Regions from separate parts of the Danio rerio genome. Here region 1 is linked to region 2. The links are chromatin contacts, called in public Micro-C maps. All regions are on one chromosome and are shown on one strand. The core of a region is the stretch at or near the end of the contact, and the rest is flanking DNA. Distances in the headings are between cores, read along the strand shown. Region 1 holds the start of atf6 (activating transcription factor 6). Region 2 overlaps fam102bb (family with sequence similarity 102 member Bb).

The links. A called contact is a pair of places that touch in the nucleus more often than the background predicts.
Region 1: a contact with region 2 is called in a Micro-C map of caudal fin, with 7 times the contacts expected there. The contact joins the promoter of atf6 here to the enhancer-like site in region 2. A contact is called at or near these places in 2 of 18 Hi-C or Micro-C datasets (caudal fin and an unstated tissue).

The regions. Positions count from the first base shown.
Region 1 is chr20:37,134,900-37,137,899 of GRCz12tu, reverse strand. atf6 (activating transcription factor 6) reads left to right here and starts at 1,566. Exons shown (of 16, transcript NM_001110519.1): 1 at 1,566-1,656; 2 at 2,263-2,342. The coding sequence starts at 1,566.
Region 2 is chr20:37,022,114-37,025,455 of GRCz12tu, reverse strand. It overlaps fam102bb (family with sequence similarity 102 member Bb), which reads left to right. Exons shown (of 11, transcript NM_001044844.1): 11 at 1,639-1,681. The coding sequence ends at 1,681. Among named protein-coding and RNA genes, the nearest start is that of henmt1, 9.0 kb to the right of the region's middle. Within about 2 kb of position 1,490, at least 3 of the 62 cell types and tissues checked have an H3K27ac peak or open chromatin away from gene starts, as enhancers often do.

The DNA of each region.
Region 1 (3,000 bases), core at 317-2,816, 110 kb before region 2:
CTCATACACTACGAAAAATTTAGCCTACCCAATTCACCTGTACCACATGTCTTTGGACTGAGGGGGAAACCGGAGCACCCGGAGGAAACCCACACAAACACAGGGAGAACATGCAAACTCCACACAGAAACGTCAACTGACCCAGTGGAAGCTCGTACCATTGACCTTCTTGCTGTGAGGTGACAGCACAACCTACTGCGCCACCAAAATAATTTATATGATTATAAAAAAAAAAATTTCCTCTCTATCCTTATGCACAAGTTTTAAAAGTGACATTGATGTACCTGCTCTTTCTGGGAAACGTCTACTTAAAGTGTAGCTCATTTATTTTCGGAATTTCCTTTTGTTCAATCTTTTTGGAATTAAGTGCTTTTTTGAAAATGCTTTCATTATCCACAATAATCTTAATCTTTGTTTAAGACTTAATCAAAACACCTTGTTTTGGGGTTTACACTAATATATATATAGCAAAATTTTATATCTATAAATGTAAATTAATGCAAATCCTTTTTAGCATATATATTTGTTTGGAATAATAAAATATTAGATATAAAAATAAATCTCTTTTTTAAAATAACTGGTTTAATAAAATATACTTTTAGTTAGTCAGTTTTAGTTCTTTCTTACATTAAAAAAGTAGGTGTGTTTACATGCTGCGAGTTTACATGCAGGCTATCTGCATGTGTTAATGTGGATGTTTGTGTGAAGTTCGAGTTGAAGTCAGAATTATTAGCCCCCCTTTTGAATTATTATTATTTTTTAATATTTCCAAAATTATGTTTAACAGACCAAGGAAATTTTCACAGTATAACAATCTGATAATATTTTTTCTTCTGGTGAAAGTCTTATTTGTTTATTTCGGCCAGAATCAAAGCAGTTTTTAATTTTTTAAACATCTCTTTAAGGTCAAAATTATTTGACCTTAACAAACCATTGATATGCAATGACTTTCCTAATAACCCTAACCTGCAGTTAACCTATTGGACCTTGTTAAGCCTTTAAATGTCACTTTAAGCTGTACAGAAGTGTCTTTAAAAACATCTAGTCAAATATTATTTACTGTCATAATGGCAAAGATAAAATAAATCAGTTATTAGAAATGAGTTATTAAAACTGTTATGTTTAGAGACAGCTATGAAAATTAGATTATAAATAAGCTTTGCAAGACTGCAATGAAAACTGCAAAGCAAATATATACACCAAACTAGTGTGTTAAAAACATTTGATGTGTCAAAACAGTTCAATCCTTTTTTGATCAGCGTTTTTTTTTTACAACAAAATAACTGATTCTTCAAAATGACTCCCTAAGTTAGAGCAAAACCGACAGTCTACTCCCCCCGTGTGGTGAAGAGATGAAGAACAACAAGGCAGGTTTTAGGTAATGATTTGAACCACTTCGGCACCCGTAGAACTACCGTAAAACAAGACGTGTACTTGGTGCATTATTGTTATGCAGTTTCATCAGAATCGGGAAAAGCGAGAGTGTTTGTTACTACACGCAGAGCTCTGTAACTAGCGTCCGTCATTCGACTCACTTTTACTGTTACTAATGTTTTCAAGGCACAATGTCGTCGAATTTAATGTTAGATTTAATGAATCCTTCGATGAGTAGTAAGGAAGTGGGAGATATTTCCATCGACCAGGATGGAGAGTGGGGTAAGATACACGTTCTAGATAAATCCATGACAGCGTGAGTCTTCTGAGTCTTCAAGTGCAATAAAGACTGTAAATACTTATGGTATGAACAAGAATGCGGAGTCGTATGTAAAATAATCTCTAAAGAGCAACCTAATGTAGATGTAAGTTTCACAAAACAGATGGGTGAACCTGTCTCATTCATCCGCAGTGTTGTTTTGGTAGTTTCAATTTAAAATGTTGTTCACAACCATAAAGATAGTCGAATTTGACTTCAAATGTAATTATTTCTTGTCGTTTTACAACTGCATTTTTACACAAGCGTATAGTTGTGCTATTATGTAACATTATGCATTCAGTTCATACACCCTGACTGTCTTTTGAAGAAAAAAGTGTAATTTAGGCTTAGGTTAACATAAAGAAACTGAAATGCATACCAAATGTTCTGTGTTACACCTCATTGTTTACAGGCAGCTTGAGCTGGACACAAACCTGCATGAAAGAAAATGATGAAATGGATACTTTTTTTGACTTGATTTGTTTCAGAACGTTGTTTTTGGGCCTTACTCTGTAACTAAGCTTTGCTCCTGTCAAGTTTAGTTCACATATTATCTTTTACATTTCTAGACATCAGTTTGTTTGATGAGCTGGAGGATCTTGGAGATGCTGATGAGCTTCTGGAGGCGCTGGTGAAAAGTGTAGGCTATGTGAGTCAAACATCTGTCAAGGCAATCTGTACAAACGTGTTCATGTTTTTAAAGAATTATATTATTTTATTAACTTTTGAACTCATGTCTAATAACTGATTTATTTTATCTTTGCCATGATGAAATTAAATAACATTAAAATACTAATAACATAACATACTAGATATTTTTAAGACACGTCTGTACAGCTTAAAGTGACATTTAAAGGTTTTACAAGGTTAATTTGGTTAACTAGTCAGGTTAGGGTAATTAGGCAAGTCATTGTATAATGATGGTTTGTTCTGTAAACTATTAAAATAATATAGCTTAAAGGGGCTAATAATTTTGACTTTAAATTTGGTTTCAAAAAATAAAAGCTGCTTTTAATCTAGCCGAAATAAAACAAATAAGACTTTCTCTTGAAGAAAAATATTATCAGACATACTGTGAAAATGTCCTTGATCTGTTAATTATAATTAGGGAAATTTTAAAAAGACAAAAAAAGTCTAATTGGGGTAATAATTTTGACTTCAACTGTACTTAAAGAACTTTTTTTTGTTGTTGATAAAATTACTTTTTGATTTTAACTAATTACAATGCAAAAAGGAGGCCTAAACATGTCAAGTTTTTATTTGTATGTAAAACTTTTCAATATTTAAAATTATTAGCATTCCTGTAT
Region 2 (3,342 bases), core at 241-2,740:
ATGTTTACCTTCATAATATTTATATTATTTGCTAATTCATAACCACCTCATGTGGAACTCCGAATCTGCTTCTCATTTCGGAGTCTGCTACTGTCCACCGGAGGTCTCATTTCAGTCACGGACACATGCTTAGAGCCTTTCTGAATAAATGAATAAAATACCAGGTTTTTCAACAAGGTAACCCAGGGTGCTGAAATATAATAGGCTAAAGTGTCAGTGGGCAGGTTAAAAGAACCAAAACAAAGACAGATATTCCGGCACGTAACTCACATTTTTTTCAAAGCAGAATAGCTGACTTTTCAGATAAACAAGTATTTTCACTTTGCATGTTTCTTAATTATCTGCAAACATATTATGGTATTTTATGCTTTAGAAAAGTCAAAACCTGACATACAGCACTTTTAAAACGATCACTTTACCTTTTTTGTAAATAACCTCATTTTGCAACTCCCAAGGAGTTAAATTGTGTAGTTAAAACATCTTTGAATCCATTCATTTGATCTTGAAGTCAGGCAGGAGCACTATTAGCTTAGCTTAGCATAGATAATTGAATCGGATTAGACCATTAGCATCTTGCTCAAAAATGACCAAAGAGTTTAGATAATTGTCCTAATTTTCTTCCTTTAAAAGAATGATCAAAAGAGACCGTAAATGTATTTGTGGGCAAGTCTTCTGAAGCCATACAACAGCAATTATGAAAATGACTGGAAATACAGTAACATCCCACATAGCAAAATTTCTCTGGCCCATCTCTGGCCCACACAATCAGGTTTTGCTTGGCCCACATGCCGCAGTGAATTACGGTACATGACTGGACCAAATCTGGCTTCCAGACAAGGGCCAAACACAGACCATATGTGGGCCAAGTCTCAGTCAAGTTAATAACTCATAACTGGGCCTGAACTGGGCCAGATAGGTTGGTGTGTCACGATTGCAATGAAATTGACAAACCTATGGAGTGATGCGCTTAAGGCACACTATGGGCATGCTTTTTCTCAAAGTGACCTGATTGGTAGAATTTTTTTTCTTTACTCAAAAATGATTTTATTGTATTTTAAATGTGGGTCAAGACTGGCCAAACTCAATTGGCCCACTTATCAAATTTTTAAATCTGGGCCAAATACTACGTTTTTCATCTGGCCCAAATCTTGTGTGCTGCCTTAAAAACAGTGCCACCTCTGCCAAACCCGGGCCATGTTTGGCCCACATGCTGTATACCAGTGCCGGATGAATGCCTGCTGTGCCAGCTTTTTGCCAAATCTGGGCAAGAATTCTTTGCTACTAGGGATAAATTCACACGGACTACATTAGTGGTTCTTTCTGGAGGTTGATATCTGTCCCAATTCACTTCAATTCAGTTATATGAAAAAAGAACAGCTTGTGTGTTCTGCTAAACCTCTTTTTCTCCTGCATTTCTGGTAGTGTGTCACATAAGTAAATCACCAAAACAGTTTGTTACAACATGAAGCTAATTGAGGATTTAAATTTTAGGCTTCCTCTCTCTTTTACTTGACAATGAATCACACAGTTATCACTGGTATTCCCTCGCGGTCTATAAAAATGTAGCCCGGTGCATTTAGTACAGTGCAAAGCGTTTACTGGGCTTCATGTAAAATGCTGATGGCTTCTCTTTTTTAGGGTTGGTGCTGGTGCCTACGAACAGGTGGTGATTAAACGCTAGGGTTGAGAGATGCCAGAAGGAAAAGTGTCAAAAACCAAAGTCTGTTTCGTGGGAGGAGAAAATGGACGAAGAGATTCAGACATGTTCGTCTCCTCTCACATTAAGAGTGTTTGTCACGAACCGGTTTCAGCCTCTCAGTAAAGCGGCGCCCTCTGCTGGCTACATAAAGAACCGACAGCTCCTCTTTGCGAGGCTGCCATTATTGGTGTCTGTGTTTCACTGTGAGGTAAAGTCCGTCTGCTAATATGTTTGCATTGCAAAATCAGAGAGCGTTCCCACTATTTTACTCGCTGATTTTTAGAAGAAAAATTATTATATGACATTATTTTAGTAAGATATGTTTATTTTATCAATGTTTACATGTTTGTGAGCCATTTCGAAGGATTTTAAACATCTTTACAGTATGTATTAGGTGTATACTCTGTAGATGTTGAGCTCTTAGTCCATTTTGTCGTCATCTCATCACTGTACTATTGGAAATCAAACCGTCATCCTCCACTCGCAGCGTCGTGAAGCGTCTGACAGATGAAGCCGTTTTCAGACTTGAAACACGTCCAGTTGGATAGCACTTTGAATTGAAGGACTTTACACAGGCTTTCTATGTGTCTTTATAGTTGTAGTTGGTTTTGAGGCTGAGCTGTTAAACTCGTACACGTTAAATGTGTATCTCTACTTTTATTGCAGAAAATAAGCAGTTAACTCCTACAGTCGCATTACAGAAGTCATCTCAAAAAATTAGATTTATATACACAGACTATTTAAAATCCAGACAGGTGAATATATGATGTTTGCCAGCAGTCAGTGACATTTGATGATGATGACATTCTGTATGCAATGATCTCGAACCAAATTCCTGGGGAGCCACAGCTCCTACCACCTTCAAATCACACCTGCATAATAGTCTCTAGTACTCCTTGATTATTTGGATAAGCTGTGTTTGATTAGGGTTGGAGCAAAATTGTCCAGAGCTGCTGGTTCCAGGAATCAAGTTTGAGATCTATGCTGTAATGTAGTGTAAGCCAAGATGTTCTAAAGCTACAATTAGTAACAAGGCAGCACAGAACAAAGCATTTAACCATTACAGCAATGCTTGAAAGTTTTAGCACAAGGCTCTGGAGCTCGTCCGATCCTCTCTATAACACTACAAAAACATATTATCCATGTTTTTGTAGCTACTTGATGTATCACTAAAATGAAGGTATTTTAATGGCTATTTTCTGTAAGATCAGCAATCAGAGTATCAAAAGTGCTTCAGCAGTTTTATGTGACCGTATGCCCAGATCATCTGAGAAGCCATTTGATGTTTTATAAATGTAAACTCACATGCCTCTGTGATTTTTGATTGTGTGTGTGTGTGTAGGGGGATCCAGCAAGTGTGTGTACAATTGTTATTGTTGCACTTGATTATATCATAAATGTCTAGAGTTCTAGTGTAGAAATGCATGGGTGTCACACCTACTCAATGTGTCTGAAGCATTTTGTGTGGTCTTTGCTATCTCCATCTTGTTGATCCAGGTTTATCGAGATTCAAACACTACTAAACGAAAAGAAATACTGATCAAAAGCTTTGATTCGTTTTGGCCATATGTCTCAGGTTTATTAGTTTTGTTTTTCGCAATTACTGCACAAATATCAAAGCACCACACTGCGAATGTATGGGG